5 separate regions of the Mus musculus genome follow, and regions 2, 3, 4 and 5 are each linked to region 1. Evidence: chromatin contacts called from public HiChIP or PLAC-seq and promoter capture Hi-C data. All regions are on one chromosome and are shown on one strand. Each heading gives the region's core, a stretch centred on a gene start, on an enhancer-like site or on the middle of the called end of the contact. The rest is flanking DNA. Distances are from core to core; before and after follow the strand shown. Region 1 holds the start of Igfbp2 (insulin-like growth factor binding protein 2). Region 2 overlaps 6030407O03Rik (RIKEN cDNA 6030407O03 gene). Region 3 overlaps 6030407O03Rik (RIKEN cDNA 6030407O03 gene). Region 4 overlaps 6030407O03Rik (RIKEN cDNA 6030407O03 gene). Region 5 holds the start of C530043A13Rik (a long non-coding RNA gene).

The links. Promoter capture Hi-C pulls out the DNA fragments that hold promoters and counts their contacts. HiChIP or PLAC-seq counts read pairs in DNA pulled down with a chosen protein or histone mark.
Region 2: an H3K4me3 HiChIP or PLAC-seq map of neural progenitor cells shows a contact between it and region 1, with 12 read pairs. The contact joins the enhancer-like site here to the promoter of Igfbp2 in region 1. A contact is called at or near these places in 13 of 39 promoter capture datasets (the C10 cell line, the HPC-7 cell line, the SN4741 cell line and 8 more), 8 of 115 datasets of contacts at active chromatin or transcription factors (embryonic basal ganglia, embryonic forebrain, embryonic hindbrain and 5 more) and 2 of 9 other capture datasets (adipose tissue and macrophages).
Region 3: an H3K4me3 HiChIP or PLAC-seq map of stem cell-derived neural progenitor cells shows a contact between it and region 1, with 5 times the contacts expected there. The contact joins the enhancer-like site here to the promoter of Igfbp2 in region 1. A contact is called at or near these places in 4 of 39 promoter capture datasets (cranial neural crest, embryonic stem cells, frontonasal cranial neural crest and 1 more), 2 of 115 datasets of contacts at active chromatin or transcription factors (embryonic hindbrain and stem cell-derived neural progenitor cells) and 3 of 9 other capture datasets (adipose tissue, liver and pancreatic islet).
Region 4: a promoter capture Hi-C map of cranial neural crest shows a contact between it and region 1. The contact joins the enhancer-like site here to the promoter of Igfbp2 in region 1. A contact is called at or near these places in 5 of 39 promoter capture datasets (the C10 cell line, cranial neural crest, frontonasal cranial neural crest and 2 more) and 2 of 115 datasets of contacts at active chromatin or transcription factors (embryonic midbrain and extraembryonic endoderm stem cells).
Region 5: a contact with region 1 is called in a promoter capture Hi-C map of liver, with 5 times the contacts expected there. The contact joins the promoter of C530043A13Rik here to the promoter of Igfbp2 in region 1. A contact is called at or near these places in 8 of 39 promoter capture datasets (the 3T3-L1 cell line, the HPC-7 cell line, cranial neural crest and 3 more) and 1 of 9 other capture datasets (adipose tissue).

Annotation. Positions count from the first base shown.
Region 1 is chr1:72,822,401-72,826,075 of GRCm38.p6, reverse strand. It overlaps Igfbp2 (insulin-like growth factor binding protein 2), which reads right to left and starts at 1,596. Exons shown (of 4, transcript NM_008342.3): 1 at 1,112-1,596. The coding sequence starts at 1,496.
Region 2 is chr1:73,818,859-73,822,533 of GRCm38.p6, reverse strand. All of the region lies in intron 6 of 6030407O03Rik (RIKEN cDNA 6030407O03 gene), which reads left to right. Gm29183 (a long non-coding RNA gene) reads left to right here. Exons shown (of 6, transcript XR_001778996.1): 3 at 17-138. Among named protein-coding and RNA genes, the nearest start is that of Gm29183, 6.4 kb to the left of the region's middle. Within about 2 kb of position 2,058, at least 10 of the 459 cell types and tissues checked have an H3K27ac peak or open chromatin away from gene starts, as enhancers often do. A contact at or near this core is called in neural progenitor cells, where this site is marked.
Region 3 is chr1:73,786,010-73,789,684 of GRCm38.p6, reverse strand. All of the region lies in intron 6 of 6030407O03Rik (RIKEN cDNA 6030407O03 gene), which reads left to right. All of the region lies in intron 5 of Gm29183 (a long non-coding RNA gene), which reads left to right. Among named protein-coding and RNA genes, the nearest start is that of Gm29183, 39 kb to the left of the region's middle. Within about 2 kb of position 1,839, at least 16 of the 459 cell types and tissues checked have an H3K27ac peak or open chromatin away from gene starts, as enhancers often do. A contact at or near this core is called in neural stem cells and stem cell-derived neural progenitor cells, where this site is marked.
Region 4 is chr1:73,742,779-73,746,453 of GRCm38.p6, reverse strand. All of the region lies in intron 6 of 6030407O03Rik (RIKEN cDNA 6030407O03 gene), which reads left to right. Among named protein-coding and RNA genes, the nearest start is that of Gm29183, 82 kb to the left of the region's middle. Within about 2 kb of position 1,688, at least 77 of the 459 cell types and tissues checked have an H3K27ac peak or open chromatin away from gene starts, as enhancers often do.
Region 5 is chr1:73,527,972-73,531,646 of GRCm38.p6, reverse strand. It overlaps C530043A13Rik (a long non-coding RNA gene), which reads left to right and starts at 1,682. Exons shown (of 4, transcript XR_373514.2): 1 at 1,682-1,974.

The DNA of each region.
Region 1 (3,675 bases), core at 347-2,846:
AACTACAAGACTTCAAACTTGACCTCTGACTCCATTGGGAAAGGGACAGTGGCTGAGCCAGGGAAAGAGAGGGGCGCACAAAGAAATCGAAAAACAGGGAAGATATTTGTTCTCTCTCTCTCTCCTATCTCTCTCTCTCTCTCTCTCTCTCTCTCTCTCTCTCTCTCTCCTATCTCTCCAGGCTACCCCCAGTCTAAGAAACATAGTAAAAGCCTCCTTTTAAACATTAGCTAAAATTCAGCGCTGTCCCCAAGACAATTGCAGCTTTCTCCAAACCGTGAAGAAAAAAAAGTGAACTCCTCGCAGTCAGCTTGTGTCCCTTAACTTTTTTTTTCTTTTGAGAAAGAAGGGCTCCTTAACAAAGAACCCCACCTTCCCCATCCCGTGAGACAGAAAAAGTTCCCTAGATTTAGGAGGAGGTACGGTGTGACACACACCCGCGTTAAGAGCTGTAGCTCCCCTGGCTTTCAAGCGGCTCCAGCATTCTGACCGGAGGCCCAGACGCACAGCCAGGGTGCCGGAACGCAGCTGGCCAACCGGCTTAAGTTACACAGATGGAGCCCGCTCCATTCTCCACGTGCATCCTTACCCTTCTCCTCACCTCCCAACGCCAGAAGGAAGGAGCTTCTCCATTCGATCTTTTCTCACCCGAGGTCTGCAGTGTCACCTGTGCGCGGCAGCCAGCAGCACGCCCACCGCTAAACATTCGACCGGTGGTCACTGACTCAAGTTTTGTTTCAAATGAGTTTCAAGTTCCTACAGGCTCTTCAACCCCCACCTCCACCCCCTCAGCCCCTAGATCAGACCACCTTCCTCCCCGCTAAGTCCCGTTAAGGAAGACCCTGGTGGCAAGGTATCTTTCCTCTCCTCCTTTACCCCATCAAATCCCGCTTGCTCCACCCGCAGCCTCCCTCCCGGGTTTGTCTTTCGGGTTCCCGCTCTCAAGAGTCTCCCTGGATCTGATTAAGGTCTAAGCTCTTTCTCCTCTACATCAGTCCCAGGGTCCCGTCGGACTCTCTTTTCCCACGTGAGAGTCACCAGCCAGGAGAACCCGCTGAGCTACGAGAGAGTTTCTCCCAAGCCCAAAACTAGTGCTCACAGTCCGCATTACCTGCAACCTGCTGTGGGGTGGTGCCCACGCGTCTCTTTTCACAGGTACCCGCGCCTGTGACAAGCGCCTTCAGGGGCAGCTCGGAGCCCGGGTTGGGATAGCAGCGTAGCGTCTGGGCGCAGCGCGGGATGTAGACGCCGCATGCTTCGCCCTCCTGCCGTGCGCACACGGAGCAGCAGCCGCAGCCGGGCTCTCGCACCAGCTCGGCGCAGGGCGCGTCGGGTGGGGGCCCGCAAGCGGCCAGACGCTCGGGCGTGCAGGGTGGGCAGCGGAACAGCACCTCGGCGCGCACCCCGGGGCCGCAGCCGCCCGCGCCCAAGAGCAGCAGCAAGAGCAACGACGGCAGGAGCAGCGGCAGCGCGGGGCCGCCCAATCTCGGCAGCATGTTGGCTTGTGGGCAACGGTAGTGCAGCGAGCTAGCGGGCAGGTGGCACGGCCCAGACGAATGCGGGAGACGCCTCCTTGCCTTCTTTCTCCTCCCCCGCCTCTGCCGGGTCCTAAAAAGCCTGCTTCTCCCCGCCCCCCTGCCTTCTCCCCTCCCCCTTATGGAGACCACTCCCTTCCCCCCCCCCCCGCACCGCCCCCCCCCGCACCGCCCCCCCCCGCACTCTTGCGTGAGGGCACGTGCTTGTGCACACGCCCACTCGCCCACCCTACGTTCCTAGGGGATTCAAGCGGACCCCTCTGTTCTTCCCTGGTTAGGACTTTGCTCCCTTCAGCCTGGGTTTGTCCGCTCCGGGAGAGTAAGAATAACTTGCAAGCGTGGGTAGAATCGGCGTGGAGTGGGAAAGAGCCTGTGCTTTTGTCTCCTGTCTTTTAGTTTAGTTCGATTTGGAAGGACTTAGTTTGCTCACTTCCCACGTGGCCGGCTGTGAACTGACTGCCGGGGAAACACAAAAGCAGTCTTGACCTTAAAGATTTCGGAGCTCACACCGACTCCCCACAGCCCTCGTGTTGCTAGGAACAATGACCTTGAGTGAGTCCCGCGGACGCTCAGTCCTTCTAGACCAGGCTCGTCCCAGACAGCACCTCCTAGCAACAACTTCAGTTTCCCAGCCCAGAGCTCACCGCTGCAAGTAATGAAACCTGGTGTGTTTCCTGGTGCCTCACAAACCTCTGCCCCACAAGCCCTCTAATCCCCTAGAGACCCGGGTCACCATCCACAAACGCTGCCTTATTCGCCCACCTTTACACACACTCTCCCCGCCTCCCCCCCCCCAGACGTCTGAAGACACACCCACTGAAGGGTCTTGAAAAGGTCAGATTAGACACCCACCCCCCTCCCCAGGTATTAGAGAAAGCCCTAGCGCTAGGCTGATTAGAGCTCGCTCAGGTTTTCAAATAGAAAAGAGTGGCTGCCTCCTTTGTTCCAATTGAATCACCCAGCCTAGCTGCCCCCAACCTCCATCACTCCAGCCTGGCAGGACCTTAGTTATTGACTCATTTGCCAGGGTTGTGACCTTAACAACGAGTGAGGCGTCTCCATTCCCCCACAAGATTCTCCAAGCCATCCTTTCTAATTTCTGGGCTCAGGGCCTATCTCAATTCAGCGGCTTTTTGTTCATATGTCTGTTTGAGTTTTATGCCTCCTAGAAGACAAAGTTCTAATCTTAAGAAACTAGGAGAGGAAGAGTTATGGAGGAGAGTTTGAACTTCTGTAGGAACCTCTGTGGAAGATGACTATCCGAATGAAAAAGAAGGGGGACGGGTGTGAGACTAAAGCTTGGTAATTGCGTAGAGGGAAATGGAGGGTTATCGATGGCGCATTCTCAACACCCGGACCAGCAGAAATGATGAAAAAAAATTGAAGAGTGATACTGAAACTAGAAAGTCACTTAGGCCAGAGATCAAAACCCCTGGGGAGATAGGGGAACTGGCAGGGAAATCAGCTAATTGTGCTGAGACTTGGCCTGATTTGGGCGTGTCAGGGACACAGCATCAGTGTTTGAGCAGAGGGATGGACCTCTGACAATAACGGGAGCTATACAGAATGGCGATCTAACAGAAGGAAACCAACAAAGGCTGGGGGAGGCTCCAGTTCACATCTCCACGTGTTCTGGTGTCTTGTACCTGCCCTGGAATATGTTCCTATTGGCCTCACCGACTGAGGACTCCTTTGTAGTAGAGATACCACCCTGCATCATGGTGTGCCATAAACATCCATTGTAAACTACAAGTGAGAGCCACATTGCTAGCTATATTTCCTACCACTGGCATTAAAACACAGTAAAGAGTCTGGTATGGCGGTGAGCCTTTAATCCCAGCACTTGGACAGCAGAGTCAGGCAAATCCCTGGGTTCCAAGCAGCCTGGTCTGTGAAGCAAGATCCAGGACAGCCAAGGTTACACGGAGAAACCTGGTCTCAAAAGAAAAAAAGAGAGAGAGAGAAGAAGTAAGTGGAATCTGTTTTGAATTCTGCTTATTCAATGTCATTGAATCAGTAATAAGTATGAAAATTATAAAGGCAAGAGTATCCATGCACATCCCGAGATGACCTTGGACTCACAATCCTCCTGCCTCGGTGTTTAGAGTGCTGAGATCACAGGCATGAACCACTGGGAATT
Region 2 (3,675 bases), core at 809-3,308, 1.0 Mb before region 1:
ACATTTGTCTCCTCAGTGCCTCTCGGAAATCCTACAAACGATGGGATCTGCTCTCTGTGGCATCCTTGAGCAGTGCCCAGAATTTCCAGGGAGCGTCCAGTATTGTCAGCTTACCGGCAGCCTTGTTTATGTGGGAAGGTAAGGGCAAAGGCTGGCCACCCCTTCTGTCTCCTGAGAGGCATCATCTAACAGTGATGACACAGAGGGTATGAGTTTGGAGTTAGAGGGCAGGGAGTCAAGTTCTGGCTTTCCTTCTGCTCATTCAACCTTGGGAAGGAAAAATGATAACATCAGCCCAAGAAGTGTGCAGGGAGAATTTAAAGAGTGTATGTGTCTGACATGCGTAAAGGAAGAAAAGGAGAAGTTTAGAGAATACTTCTAATGTAACTCTGCTTTGCACATGGGCTCAGGAGCCCGTTGTTCTTAAGGTTGGCAGTGGACTGTATGTCAAAACTAACAAATATTATGTGGTAATTTCATACCTAGGAATATGACCTAAAGAAATGACCAAGCAAATTCACGTATTTGTGAATGTACAATAGGGATCTTTATCAGAGTATTGTTGGTAATACTAAACATTGGGACACGACAATATTTCACAATCATGGTTTTCTAAACAGTTGACCATCCATATGAGGGTATAGTGTCTAACCATATAAGACAATAACTGATATTAGATTTTACTGATCCAACTGAGAAGAAAAATAATTTCAAAATATGTGACTCCATATTTATGGCATTTGATGTTAATGAACACCTTATGGGGGGATTTTTGGGGAGCTTTTGCATTTATTTGAATTTCGATGTTTTACTACAGTAAGTAGATAGATATTGCTTCTTTTATACCTTTATATACTTATTTTACAAGTATTTTCATTTGTGTGTGTTTGTGTGTATGTGTGTGTGTAGGTTGTAAGTGTGGATGTGTAGACTATGGTGCACATGTGGAGACTAGAGGAGTACTTATCCTGGGGATTAAATGCAAGCCATTAGGAAGTGAGGGGTGGGGGGAGCAACAATTTATCTGCTGGGCCACCTTCCTGGCTCATCTGTGTCTTAAATAGAACCCAAAGAACCATTCTGAAAGTTAGATTTAAAAGTACCCAGAGAGCTTGGTGTGGTGGCCCGCGCCTGAAATCTCAGTGCTCAGAGAAACTGAGGAGAGAGTATTCACGGCATGAGTTTTAGGCTATCCTGGACTATAGTGAGTTCTAGGTTAGCCTAGGGTACAGAGTAAGAGTAGGTCTCAAAATTCTAAATAAAGTGAATTAAACTGCACCCATGTGAGTTATTCATCACCATCTCAGTCTCTCTGTTCCTGTCTTTAAATGCAGCTTCCCCCTAAGTTTCTCCTGTCATAAAAGTAAATCAAATGACGGCTCCAAGCCATGTGGTTGATTAACGCTGAACTGCAGAGAAGGCCAGCCATATTTAATTTCTACTATTTTGTTGATAGCGTCTCTACTTCTTATGGGTTGAAAGAAAGCTTCAGAGGATTCTCAGTCCTGTTTTCTATTTGTGTGACTGTCCTTCCCAGCTGCAGTGCTGGAGAGGAAATGAATCTTGAAACCCCATCAGGGAGACAGCTGTATGCGTCTGTTTGTCTGGCTGGAAGAAGTCACTCTTGGAAACCACCTCGGGGGCAGGAGCGCTCTTTCTGGCCCCTGGCTCCCTCCCAACCCTGCCACCGCATCTGCCTTCCCTGGCTGCCTCTGAGCTCCATCCTGGGAGGGCTTTGGGGTTGAGTTTTGGTGCACCTGTAGTTCTCTTTCCCAATGTGGGGGTTAATGTGTCCACGAGAAACGGCACAGCCTGGAGCACTGAGAAAGACTTGTCTCCTGAGATCCAGCGTTTTCTGGCCAGCCCAGAAAGGCTCGTCCTGGAGGTGGGGAGGCACAAGGCCAAGGATGGGGCATTTTGGTTTGGCTCTCAGTTAGGCATGTTTACTAGAGCAGCAGAGTCAAGTTGTGAAAAACAGGAAGATACACTGGTGTGGAGTTTCCAGGCTGAGAGGTGGATGGAGGTGCTGAGGCACCATGTGAATCCACTCTCTGGGTACTCATTAAAATTCTAGGCTTTGCTCAGGCCTTGGCTGTGTACAGAGGCCAGGAGCAGGATGGAGCTGCAGGCTGAGAAGTTAGGGTAAAGAGATTGAAGGCTTAAGGCATGAGCAGGGCAGCATGAAATAAAGAAGCAAAAGGTGGGGTGAGAAGGACCTGGCTGTGCCTCAGTTCTCCAGAGATGATTGACTAAGTTCCAGGGAAAGGCTGCTGCCACTGGGCAGGGAGAACTTCTACGTCAGGATCCCTGTGTTGAAGAGAACAGAAAGACACCATGAAGAAACATGTCTCGGAGAGCCATGAGATTTATGTTCAGTATCTAGTGGGATTTTCACTCTCATAATTTTGACAAAGCGAAGATTACCTCCTGACAGCGTGGATTGCTTGTGGCCCCACAGAGAGGCGGGGGGATTAAGAAAAACAAGAGCTGGAGATAGTAGTCTCCATGAAGCCTGTTTGTCACCCTCATCTCTGTTTTGCCAGAATTTATCAACGTGTGAGTCAACTGGGGAGCTCTTAGGGTCAGACTCCGTTCTTCTGGACTCTTGGAGCACAAGTGGCCATCGACTTACATGTGACTGTCAGCAGCTCACAGAAGGTGGCTTTGAGTCTCCTCAGTGCTGACAGAAAGGATCAGGAATGGTATAAGACTCACCCTGCCATGAGAGGTCTTTCAGAATCCAGGTCTAACGGGATGCAGGTGCTGACACTCATTCCCAGGTCAGGGACCAGCACCAGGAGCTGACAGCTCCTTGGACTCATGCTTGGATTCTCTTCCTTTCACAGAGAGATTATTCATCCCTCCTGTTGATTCTGTGAACTACCTTTCGTTACATTTATTTCTCTTTTAAAGCCAAATAAACATGATGGCGCTTTATTCATTTCTACTGTTTGCAATCAAGAGCCTCTAAAGAGCTCAATGTTTTTACTGCACAAAGTTGCAACCAAGAATATATTTAATTCCTTTCTTTCCCTTCCTTCTAGAGATCTTGTTACTGGAGGCTCTGAATATTCTTTGTCCCAACTATTAGTAGGCTTTATAAGAGTTTTGCATTATGAACAACATCCTTTTCCTAAAGTTAAAAAAACGAAGTGCCTTCCCACAAAGACCCATGCGTTGCAGGCTGAGTCTCTGAGCAGTGTTCAGAGGTGGGGCTTGGGGGTGGATACTGAGGACTATAGCTTTTTGAATAGACTTAATCACTGAAGGATCTATGATTTGCTGGTGTTGTTGGGAGGGGTTGGCATATCGGGTGTGGGGGTTGGTTGGAGGAAGTAGGTAACAAGAGTTGTCCCTTGAAAGGATCTATTAACTACCTCCTCTCCAAGCTACTACAAAGTGAACATTTTTTTCTCTCCACTTCCCTAACCTAATGCTCTGCTCTGCCACATCCCAGAAACAGTGAAGCCAGAGGGCCTTGGACAGAAACTCTGAAACCATGAGCAGAAATAAATCCTTCTTCCTTTCTACTCGCTCCTCTTAGGTACTCTGTCGTAGAAACAGACTATCACAAATTGACCCTGGGAGTTTTCTCGTCATGATGAATGGTATCTTTACATGATAGGAACAGCTTGCCTTAATTTGTCACCATTACCAACTTCTCTCCAGACAGGA
Region 3 (3,675 bases), core at 590-3,089, 960 kb before region 1:
CCCAGATTTCCATCAACAGGAGATCAGAGAAACAGGCTATTGTATACTAATAAAAACATAAGGTTACTTATCAATAAAATCCACTGAAACAAACAACTCAGGCAGTGTCTGAGCGAAAGATGCATGTCAAAGGAATTCTTGTTAGATGATGCTAGTCACATGGGGCTTGAAAGCAGACACAATTAATCTTTAATGATAAATAGTAGAAGTATGGTTATGTCAGAAGACAGGGCATACTATTGACAGGAAAGGAACATATGTGTGGATTGTCCCAGTTAGCTATTTTTTGTGATAAATTATCTCTAAAATCAGCAACAAAACCAAAATCTAGCTCGTTCAGTCCCTCAGTTTTGTGGAACTTGATTGATTTTTTTCATTTTCCATGTGGAGCTGATGGAGAGTCTGGTCCTGAGGGTCCAAGATGGCTTTCCTCAGGTCTAAGCTCTTGGTAGGCCGTGCTAAAATGCTGGACTGGAGAACCTACATGTAGCCTTCGAAATACGGAGACCTCAGTGGTAAGTAAGACTGAGCAACTTATATGCCCTGAGTGTTGCATAGACTCAGGCAGAAATTGCACAGCCTTTGCTAGCCTAGCCTTAGCATCACCCCAGCTGCAATCTGGCAGTCAAGGAGGCCAGTCTGCTGAGATTCATGGAGAGAGTGGACCCCCAACCCTCCATAGGACTGCCCGAGACTTCACAGCTACAGTGGACTTTCTGCAGCTGTTATAAATACTCTGTTTTGATTTCAGTGGGGCGTGCATGAGCACATGGCAACTGACAGTTGAGTTGATTTTGCAAAAGCCAATTAATAAGTCCCCTCCCCCAATTCTAATAGTCATATTAGCAGATTTGGTGGCACACGCCTTTAATCCCAGCACTTGGGAGGCAGAGGCAGTGGATTTCTGAGTTTGAGGCCAGCCTGGTCTACAGAGTAAGTTCCAGGACAGCCAGGACTACACAGAGAAACCCTGTCTTAAACAAACAAACAAACAAACAAACAAACAACAAACAAACAAACAAACATTGGTAACAGGAGGAAGGTACGTATCTTGGAAATCAGCAAGTACTACAAGTCAGATTTTTTTGGAGGGGGAGGGGGTGAGGGTGGCACAGTGTCAAGGCCAATGTTTTTTTTACACATCACATCACAAACTCCCCCAAGACAGAGCCTGACAGTCTATACGTAATTGTAGGCATAACCTTTTGGCTTCATGTTTCAGAAATATATACTACTATTTTTTGCAGTGTGTGGGATTGGTTCCAGGTCCCTTCACATACTAGGCAAGTACTCAACTACTGAGCTACATACCCAGTGCTTGGCTTGTGGAGACAGGGTCTCATTATGTAGCCCAGGCTAGCCTTGACTCATGATTCTAGAGCGTATTGAGGACTGGAATTGGAGGTATGCATGAGAAATGTGTTTGATCTAGCTAAATTATTTTTTGTATGTAAATTTAATTTGCTCGAATTTTACTCTCTGAAAAATTTCTGAAGTGTTTTGGAGTTTGAACCAGATTTGGTTTACCTCCCACCTTTCTCCTTTCTGTTTTTCATTTTTTATAAACACTGGGATTTAGTTAGTGTAGTTTCCGGCAGCTACAGCTTTCCCTTTTAGCTTTGTTACTGGACCCTCTTCCTAAGTGAACTGTGCTTTCATCCCCACTCAGGCTGGGGGATCACACAGGCCTTCACCAAGGCCTCAGCCTATTGTTGTTCCTCACGATCCATCTTTCATGGCTTTTTTTTTTCTTTTTCAGCATTCCTAGGCCACTGGGGCTCAGCTAGCTTTGAGTACCAGGTGCTGCTGTATTGAAGTCTTGCAAACAGTCTGCCCTTTGTTGGCTCCCCAGTGTCACCAGCCAGCATGCAATACAATGGCCTTTACTAAAAATAAAGCAATGTGGACTTTCTAGAAACTGTCTGGGACTCCATCAATCAATAGAAAGGCTGGGGGAGCCTGCAGACACTGTGCTGGCTTGGAGGAGGGACCTCTGGGAACACTGCAGGGTCCCCGGGTTATTTCTTTTAGGAGTTGAGTGCAGGGTATGCTCCCGATTTTCTGGTTTTTCTGGCTCCGTGGATGGATTTATCTCATCTGTGTCCCTCTTAGGCCCTCCCTGTTTCTAAGTGCACACTGATATTGAAAGTATGCAGGCCAGCTAATCAAGGGATCAACTAGTCACCCTGGCTGTCTGACTTTGTCCTTTCGTGACATTTATTGAGAGTTTTGAGTTCTGCGTGCTCCACCAAGTGCTCCAGCAGCATTGTCTCATTTCAGTATGACAACGTCTCACATGAGGAAGCTGAGCCTCAGAGAGAGATTAAGTAACATGTTTCATGCTCACATAACAATTAAAATGTGTGAGTCAGAATTTGAACTCGGGATTGCCTGTTTTCAGGCCGTATAATCTCCTAACCTCTTTGCTATGCTTTTCTGGCTCTCTGCGGGATATCACAGCTTAGACATCAGTGAATAATACCTGTCTTTGTGCCAGACTCAGGGCTAGGAGTCCAGGGATAAGCGGGACACATTTCTGCCTTTGAAGAGCTTTCAACTGAGTGGATAGAGCAGACAGTCTTACACACAAATGATTCTAGTTGAGGCATCACCAAGAGTTGGAAAGATGATGTGGGGTGGAGACTGCCCTGGCCCTTGTCTGTCTTTGGAGATGGAAAGAGTGTGTAAAGGGTGGGGGTATTTGGAACCCCCTTCTCACCCTGAATGCAGACTTTCTATTTACTTGAATGTAGAGTCAGCCAATAAGCCTCCTTTTCTTCAAGGTACCGTTCAGTTCATGATCTCCTGAGAGAATGAATCAACACTGGTGAAATGTTCTAGATATTTCTCCATCCAAAGGCTATATGTCCATTTAACTGGAAGAAAAATGATTAGAATACTTGCCCTAAGGGCAGGAGTAGGAGTAGGGTCTCCATCAGGAAGTTAGGGGTGCCAACAAGGGTTTCAGAACCATGGGGGTACCAACAAGGATTTCAGATCCATAGGGGTGCCATCAGGATGTGAGAGAAGAGCCTTTAGGGAACTCAAGAGGCTGGACTGAAGATCCAGAATCCTCTGGTCACTACCCAGTGTTGGAACCTCAGTGGAGAATTTCCTCTCCTGGAAATTCAGCTATTCTATATGCAAATGAAGTTATGATCTTGCAGTGGTTCTGAGCTCTGGGGCTCCAGGTGTGTTTTTTCTTTCAGTTGAAATCTGGGACAGATTCTAGCCCAAGGCAGCTCCTCCCCTGAGTATAGGTTAAGGTAGGCTTTTTGTGTGTCACACAGGCTGTTTTTTGTACTATGTGTTGATCAGTTAGGACTTGGGTCCCCATCAGGAGACAGTGTCTACTCACATCCTTGACCTGGGATGTGCCTTTGCTTTTGCTTGTTTTGCTTTCTTCCTTTTCCCTCAGGTTGTGTGAAGCACAGTGGGATGGAGATGCCCCCAAACATCTCTCCTACTGATGCTCTGCCCAAACACTTACACTGGAACCTTAATATTTAGCTTAGGTCTCTGTACCAATACACTGTGAGATCCTGGGTGAGTTAAGCTATCTTTCTGGCCTTTGTAAAAGAGAGGTCTGGGTCTAGAGTGTTGTGTGGTAAACCATGGTTCTTGGGTCAAATTTGACTTCAAGGTCAGTTTTTGTAAATGAATTTTTATTAAAGC
Region 4 (3,675 bases), core at 439-2,938, 920 kb before region 1:
AGGAACAGAAAACTAGCAAGGTGGGGGCCCCAACAAAGAGTACTGCAAAATGGCCATGGGCTAGTGAGTGGCCTAGATTTGTGCTTTACAAAGACAGGGAGTCTTTTACCAGGTGGACGTTCATCATCTGGGTTGTGTACCCGAGAGTCTACTTCACCGCCTCTCAAACTTTCTAATGCTGAGACCCTTTGAAACAGTTCCTCAGGCTGTGATGACCCTAACCATATGATTATTTCATGACTACTTCATACCTATAATTTTGCTACTGCTATGAATTATAATGTAAATACCTGGTATGCTGGATATAGGAAATGCAACCCCAAAGAGGGTCATGACCCACGGGCTGAGACCCTCTGGTCTACTAGACTTTTTAGGCACACCAACCATCCCAACCAGAGGAGCCCTGTGCAGGGATGGGGCTAGCAGTTAACATTCAGGCAGAAAGTTAAACCAGAAAGCATTTGGTCCAAGCTGGTGGGAGCCGCACAGAACCGGCAGGTGAAGTCATGACAGATATGAGAAATACTAGTAAAAGACCTGAGAAAATACTTGAGAGGTGACAGACATCTTCTCAACAGCTTCCTTTCCTTAAAATTCCTGCTTAGGGAACTGGGATGACATCTCTCCAGCCCCTAAGCCTTAGAGCCACCTTCCCTCCTGCATCAAATCCAAGTAAGGACAGTTGACTCCATTTTTTCTTTCTTTAATATGCCACATGAAGAAATATCTCCTGTATTGCCACTACTTCACACCCAACCCTTACAGACTCTTATTTGGGTTCTAAAGCTTGCTTTTGGACTGGTCTCTGTGCCTTTAGCCTCGTGTACTTCCTAGTACAACCGGCCTATAGTGCACATCTGACTATGCAGTGGGCCTTGCTTGAAATCCACCCACAGCACTGAAGTGCATTCTTCTAGCTCCTCCCACCAGCACATAGCCCCTCCCACCAGCACATAACCCCTCCCACCAGCACATAGCCCCTCCCACCAGCACATAGTCCCATTATCTTTTGCAACATCCCTACTGAGATGCTTTGCTCCTCTTGGGAAAGTCAATGTGCTCTTTCAATCTTTGATGCCTTTGGTCATTCTACACCCTATGCTTGGAATGTCTTCCCTTTTCTCTGTCTCCATCACCATCCTAACTTTACCAGGTTGAACATCTACTCTTTTAAGACTGTTTGTGGGTCACTGTTTCCTCTGATGTTCTTTTGAGCCTTCCAGATGAAGGGTCATCTGTACTATCTTTACTAGACTTCCCACATCTTTCGGTCTGTGTTGTAGTGAACTTTACTCACAGCCAACCTGCCTTCCTCAATTTGATCCTCCACAGCAAGATGCCTATCCTGGTCAAGTCTTTGTCATGGCTCAGCCCGACACAAAGCCGGTGCTCAATAAAAGGGTTGCAGAGAAGGTTGAGAGGGGCTGTGGAGGACCCCCTACCTTAGACCCTGCAGGAATCTAGGAAAGGGTCACATTTCATTACATCTGTATTGTGTTAAGGACACACCTGGCTCTCAATGAAGTATTTCAGGCAGGGGTCCAGGTCCTGCTCTGAAGCCCCCTTCCACTTGCAGACGGAAGCTTCTGACTCAGGCAGAAGTTGAGTTCTTGAGGTCTAGCCAGGGAGGTTAAGTGCTAGCCTGTCTCCTACCTCTAGGCTCTGAGAATTTGTTCCCTAATCTCTGCTTACAGAGCTGGAGTCTGTGTGAAAGAGGCCTTTGTTTGCTATGGGGATGGCTTGGGGTTAATCTCCCCTTGGATGCATTTTAATTCACTTTAATGACCCTGCCTCCTGTCAGGCTTTTCTTCTGGGGTTGGGGAGTTGCTGAAGAGATTAGAAAGAGTGAACCTGAGTCCTGAATCTAACCTTCTTCTGAGGGTGGGTGCTGGTACAAGGAAAAAGAGTTTTCTGCATAAATATATTAGGAAGCTGGGGGTGGGGTGGATAGAGGGGAGAGCAGGGAAATGCTGTTCCTAATTGTGTGCAGGTACTGCCAAGTTGCTTATACTTACCTGGTACCAACCCCACTCACCAGCCTGCTGCAGCCCTCTCTCTCCCGTGGGAGCCAGCCAGCCAAGGCAGACAACACAGAATGATGTCATCCTCAGGACATCCTCAGTCCTTTCTCTTCTCTCTCTCTCTCTCTCTCTCTCTCTCTCTCTCTCTCTCTCTCTCTCTCCTCCCCCTCCCTCCCTCCTTTTCTTCTAGCTTTGTATAAACACAGCTGTTTGTGAGGAATGCTGGCTTGGGAAAACATAAACCGTCTGCATTAATGACCTTTCTTCCCCGCCTTCCACTGAACGTGGGAGACTGGAATGCTCAGGCTCTGCAGACCCTTTGTCCTTGTCTGCAAGGCCAGGCTGTTCAGCTTTCTGCCCAGGCTTGAGGTTTCCAGATACAGTGACCGTGCAAAGTATGTTGGGCCAGACAAGCCTACTGACATTCTAGCTGCAGGTGACACCTCAGGCCATCTAGGGAAGATTCCCAAGGGACACAGAGATAGTAGGCGAGTTACAGGGTAGAGGCTGGAGGTGCTCAGTAGATGCAGATATTCCTTGCATGACTGGTGCAGCCTACATTGCCACCAGCTTCTGGGAGAGGGAGTAGAGGGTTTTGTGTACTCCTCCATGGCAGTTGCAGAAGGGGGTTAAGGTCACCTCCATTGCCACCACCCCCCTTGCCAACATAGTGTGTATATAGTCACTATTTGAGACCAAAATGTCTCCATTCTCTTGAGGAGATGTATCATGGGCAGCTAACAGGAAGAAGGGAGCTGAACTGGTGTCATTTGGCTTCTTTTGGGATCCAGTGATTGTGACCATTTGTAGATATGACCTCTCTGGGTTTGGAGGTAAGGATATTTTTTGATACCTTCTACCAAATAGTGTCTTGACTGAGCATATGCTTGCTTTGGCTCCCTTCTGGGTCTACTGATATTCTGATGGTACACACTCTCATGCAAGGTTTGTGACCACAGCTGTGGAGAAATAACAAGGACTCTTCAGGTCTCCCTTGCTGAGGGTAGGCAGCCTGCCCTGGTGCCCCACACAACTGTCATTGTAGGATGACTGTGATTCTTGTGTGTTGAGTTAAAAATGGTTCAGGGACCAAAGACAAACCTTCTTCCACTTCCCCAGAGTGAGTTGAAATCACAAGGCATGAAAATAGCTAATGGTTATCTCTGTTGACTACAGCTTGCTAAGGCACATATGCAGGTCTGTGTGCTTCTGCCTACTGGCTACCTACTGGCTACCTGCCGTGGTGTGTTGGGCAGCGTAGGAGGTGCTTTGCATTTGTTTCAGTTTTAGCCTCACAGTATCCACCTCTTATCAATTTGTTATTTTATAAATAATGATGAAAACCCAAGATAAAGGTAGCTTATGACTCACTAACTGATGACTTAGCGAAGAGCCAAGAGTCACACCAGCTCAAATGTGAATGTCCGTACAGGGAGTTCAGGAGAGAAGTGGGGAGGGATGAGTAGATAAAATTTAGACTCACAGAAGTGGCAGCTGCAGGGATGAGTTCATTTGAGTGAGGAAAGTAACATCTTTTCCTTTCCCAGACAGTCCTCTTACAGCTGAAACCTAACAAGGTATGGTCCTTCAGAATCAACTTGGCACCCTGTTTTACTGTTTTTAAATGCAGGTATTTTTTCTTTCTTTCTTTTTT
Region 5 (3,675 bases), core at 433-2,932, 710 kb before region 1:
TTCTACCTCATTCGGGCCAGGGGAGAGTTATGTTCCAAAGTGTGGGTAAGCTAGCATGGCCTCCTGGTCTCTGCATCCTGAAAGAGTGGCTTCCCTTGGCTCTACGTGCCCTGCTGTAGGCTGTCCCCAACTCCTTTGCCACCCGCAGCTTCCCCAGTTCATTTTCACTCTGTTTCTCACGCACCTGCATGCTCTGCTCTCCATTCTCCTGAATAATTCCTTTCTGCAAGGCTTCAGTCACTCTGAGAGCTTTGATAGTCACTATGTATTGTTTGGAGCCCTTTTCCTAAGGAACGGGCCTAATTACTCACTGGACACTATAACTGAATTTTCCTCTGAAATGAGACGTGGAGTCTCTTAACTGTTGACCTCTTCCCTTCCCAGTGTCATTTTAACAAACGACATTAAATTATACCCAGGCTTGATGACTCCCATTTAATAGGCACTAAATCTCGTAAATAATCCATGCCCAATAATACAGTGGACTGTGTGCTCCATTTGCTAAGCTCCTTCGCCCTGCCAGCGGTTTTAATCAGGGCTCAGAGGCACTATGTGCCCATGCTGTGGTGGATACATCCATTCCCCTCAAAGTGCTGCTTCTTTGTCTAAAACAGGGAGGTCTTGAACTATATGAATTCCTTCGATTCTGATCTATATCTCTATATAATATAGGCACACACACACAAACACACACACACACACACACACACACACACGATTTTAAAGATCACAGTCCCAAAGGGGGGACATATAAAGGTCCCCCTTATCCAATAGGCCAAAAGAGTTTTGCTTGGACTGTAACACAGCCCTCAGACCCAAACCTATGGCTAGCATATAATTCCCTGGACATTCCTGAGGGAGACAGGCCCTGCCCTTTGTTTTTGCCACCACAGCAGGGAAGGGTGCTAGCTGCCTGGGGGCGTGGCTCAACAGAGTGGGCCATTATTTTCCACAGTTGCCCTGCTTGTTCTACTGCTGCAGGGGCTGGTGCACAGATGGACACTCTCGGGTGTTTATTCCCTCTGAAAATTAACTAGAGGGCCAACAGTAACTCCTGTCCCTGTTCTGTCCTCACGACTGTCTGTCCCAGCAGACAGGGCAAGGAATTTAGTGAGGTTGCTCCTCAGGCCCCAGGGTTCCCTAAAGACCAAGGCCTCTTTAGTCCTTGATTTAGGAGCTTCATTGTAGGCCACCAAGGACAGCAATGAGATGCTAGGAGCTGATGGACTGAACATGTCCCTGAACTAGCATTGCCCTAAGTGTGAGTTGTTGCTGCTCTTAAGAGACAGCTGGGAGCCATACTCCTTATCTACTGAAATCATCCCTTGCCTCACATGGCACTGAAGTGGGGAGTTTGTATTTGATACTTCTAACCTTTTGTGTGTGTTTCTTTTATTGAGTGTCCCAATCCCATTGTCTTAGACTGAGAAGAGAGAGAGAGAGAGAGAGAGAGAGAGAGAGAGAGAGAGAGAGAGAGATCCAGTTGTACACATGACGATGCTCACTGACATTTCTGGTAAGAAGTTGGCAAAGACTCTTCAAGAGATGTTAAGATATCTACATGCTTTCTAACACAATCCAATCAGAATAGGAATTTGAAATTATCTCTACCCTCATCAGTCTGGCTGTGCCTTTTTATAGATATGGAAAGCCAGGCTTTCTGCAAATTAGCAATGTATTTTGGTCTCCTAATCCCATGCACTTTCCATTACTGTCAGCTTCCTAATTGCATGCGGATTTCCTTATTCTCTAGAGCCAAGGAACATCAACATTCAGCTAAAGATGCTGCTAAATTCTGAATAAATACAACAAGTCAGCAAGGAATCATGTGGGACCTTTTATTCCTAATTTCAGATGACGGCTTGCATTAAACTCTGGCTCCTGGCCACTGCAGTACATTGTGACCTTGAGGCACTGTGGGCACACTAGACATTGCCACCACCCAAAGCCTCATGCTGATCCTTGAGAAGAGAGGTGAGACTTTGTTGTTGCCATTGTTTGTTTATTTTCCATGTGGAACAAGGAAAGACTTTCCTAAGTTTTGTTTTGGTTAGTAGAGTTTGTTGTAGTCTGAAAAGCAGAAACTTCTTAGTGGGGGGACTGTGAAGGCTCCCATTTCCTCAGCTATTATCACATGGTGACTTAACAGTGAATTGTAACTATATTAATATTAAAAATTAAATCATTAGAATTCTGTTAAGCTAAAGTTTTGGGCAATGTGTTAGGTTTGGATCCATTGTAACTGGTTTCCATGGCTGAGTGTGCTCCCATGACTCTTCCCCCAACTCACATTCATCTGATCAGGAAACCAGGCAGTCACTGAGCCAACTTATCCAGAAACTCTTCTGGATATAGAGTAGTGAGTGTGAAAAATGTATAATCTCCTGTTGTCCTAGATCTTAAGTCAAAAGATGGGCAAGTAGAGATAATGATAGTAATGCTATAGAGAAAACACAAATTGAATGAGGCAGGAGAGAGTACCAGACAAGAGAATGTGTTTGTGCAAAGTGTGTTGTCAGGCTCTAAACTGGGCTTCCTAAGAGTTTGTTTTAACCGTGTCTTTGAAAAGTAGGTACTCAACTTTGTCTCCTGGAGAGTGGTGGCTGGGTTTAGTGACTTCTACAAAAAGGTAGAGGAAGGGTGATACTCACCTCTGGGAGCTAGCAGAGTAAAGGCACCATCTTTTACCTCTTTTCTTGGGGTTGTTTGCAGTAGGGCAAGTTAGCTATTCTGTTGTGAGGATACACAAGCAATTTATAAAGAGGCTCATGTGGCAATAATGGGGAACTCTTGCCAACCCCATGGAATGGAGCCATCCAGGAAACAGACACCCAGGTCCAGTCCAACTGTCAGATGCCTGAAGCTTTTGCCAACACCTTGAGCTTACCACAGTGGAATGAGGACCTGGACTGGGCCACCCAGGTAAGCTGACGCCAGGTCCCAGGGCTAAATAAAACTGAGACAATACACATTATTATTTCTGTTTGTTTAAAGCCACAGGTTTTCAGGATATGGTGTTCAATAGCAATAAATAACATATATGTCTGTGCAAAAGATACTAGTTAGCTGTTTAGAAATTGCCATGATGGGGTGCCCCACAGAGGAAATGTGAGGGATGTATCTTGGCTCATAATTTCAGATCTTATAGTTCATCATGGTGGTGAAGAGATGAGAAAGCAGCACCATGTGACAAGAGCCTGTGTCAGGACTCCTCATGTGGCGGCAGTCTAGGAAGCAGAGCGAGCAGCTGGAACCGGAAGCAGGTCAACCTTCAAATTCTGCCCGTGGGGCCCACCTCTACCAGGGAGGCCACTCACCTTAGAAGTTCCACAGCCTTTGAAAAACAGCTTTGAGCAAGGGTTCAAACACATGAACCTTTGGATCACATTTCACCTTGGAATCCTGGCAGAGAAGTTATATTTGGACAGTGGTTGTTAGGCAGAAACAAAGTAAAAAGTGGGAAGAGAGTTCGAAGTGGGAGAGAGGCGGCAAGATTACTGTGGGTGAAAACATGCTTGAACACTGGAGGCTTCCCAAGACCCATGCATTCGATGTAAACCAGCCTTTCCAAGGACAGCTAGCACCACACGCCCTGGGAAACACCTCACTGTACTGAAATGATCTCTCTAAGGAACATATATCTATTGCTTCAGTAACTTGATATTTCTCTAGAGT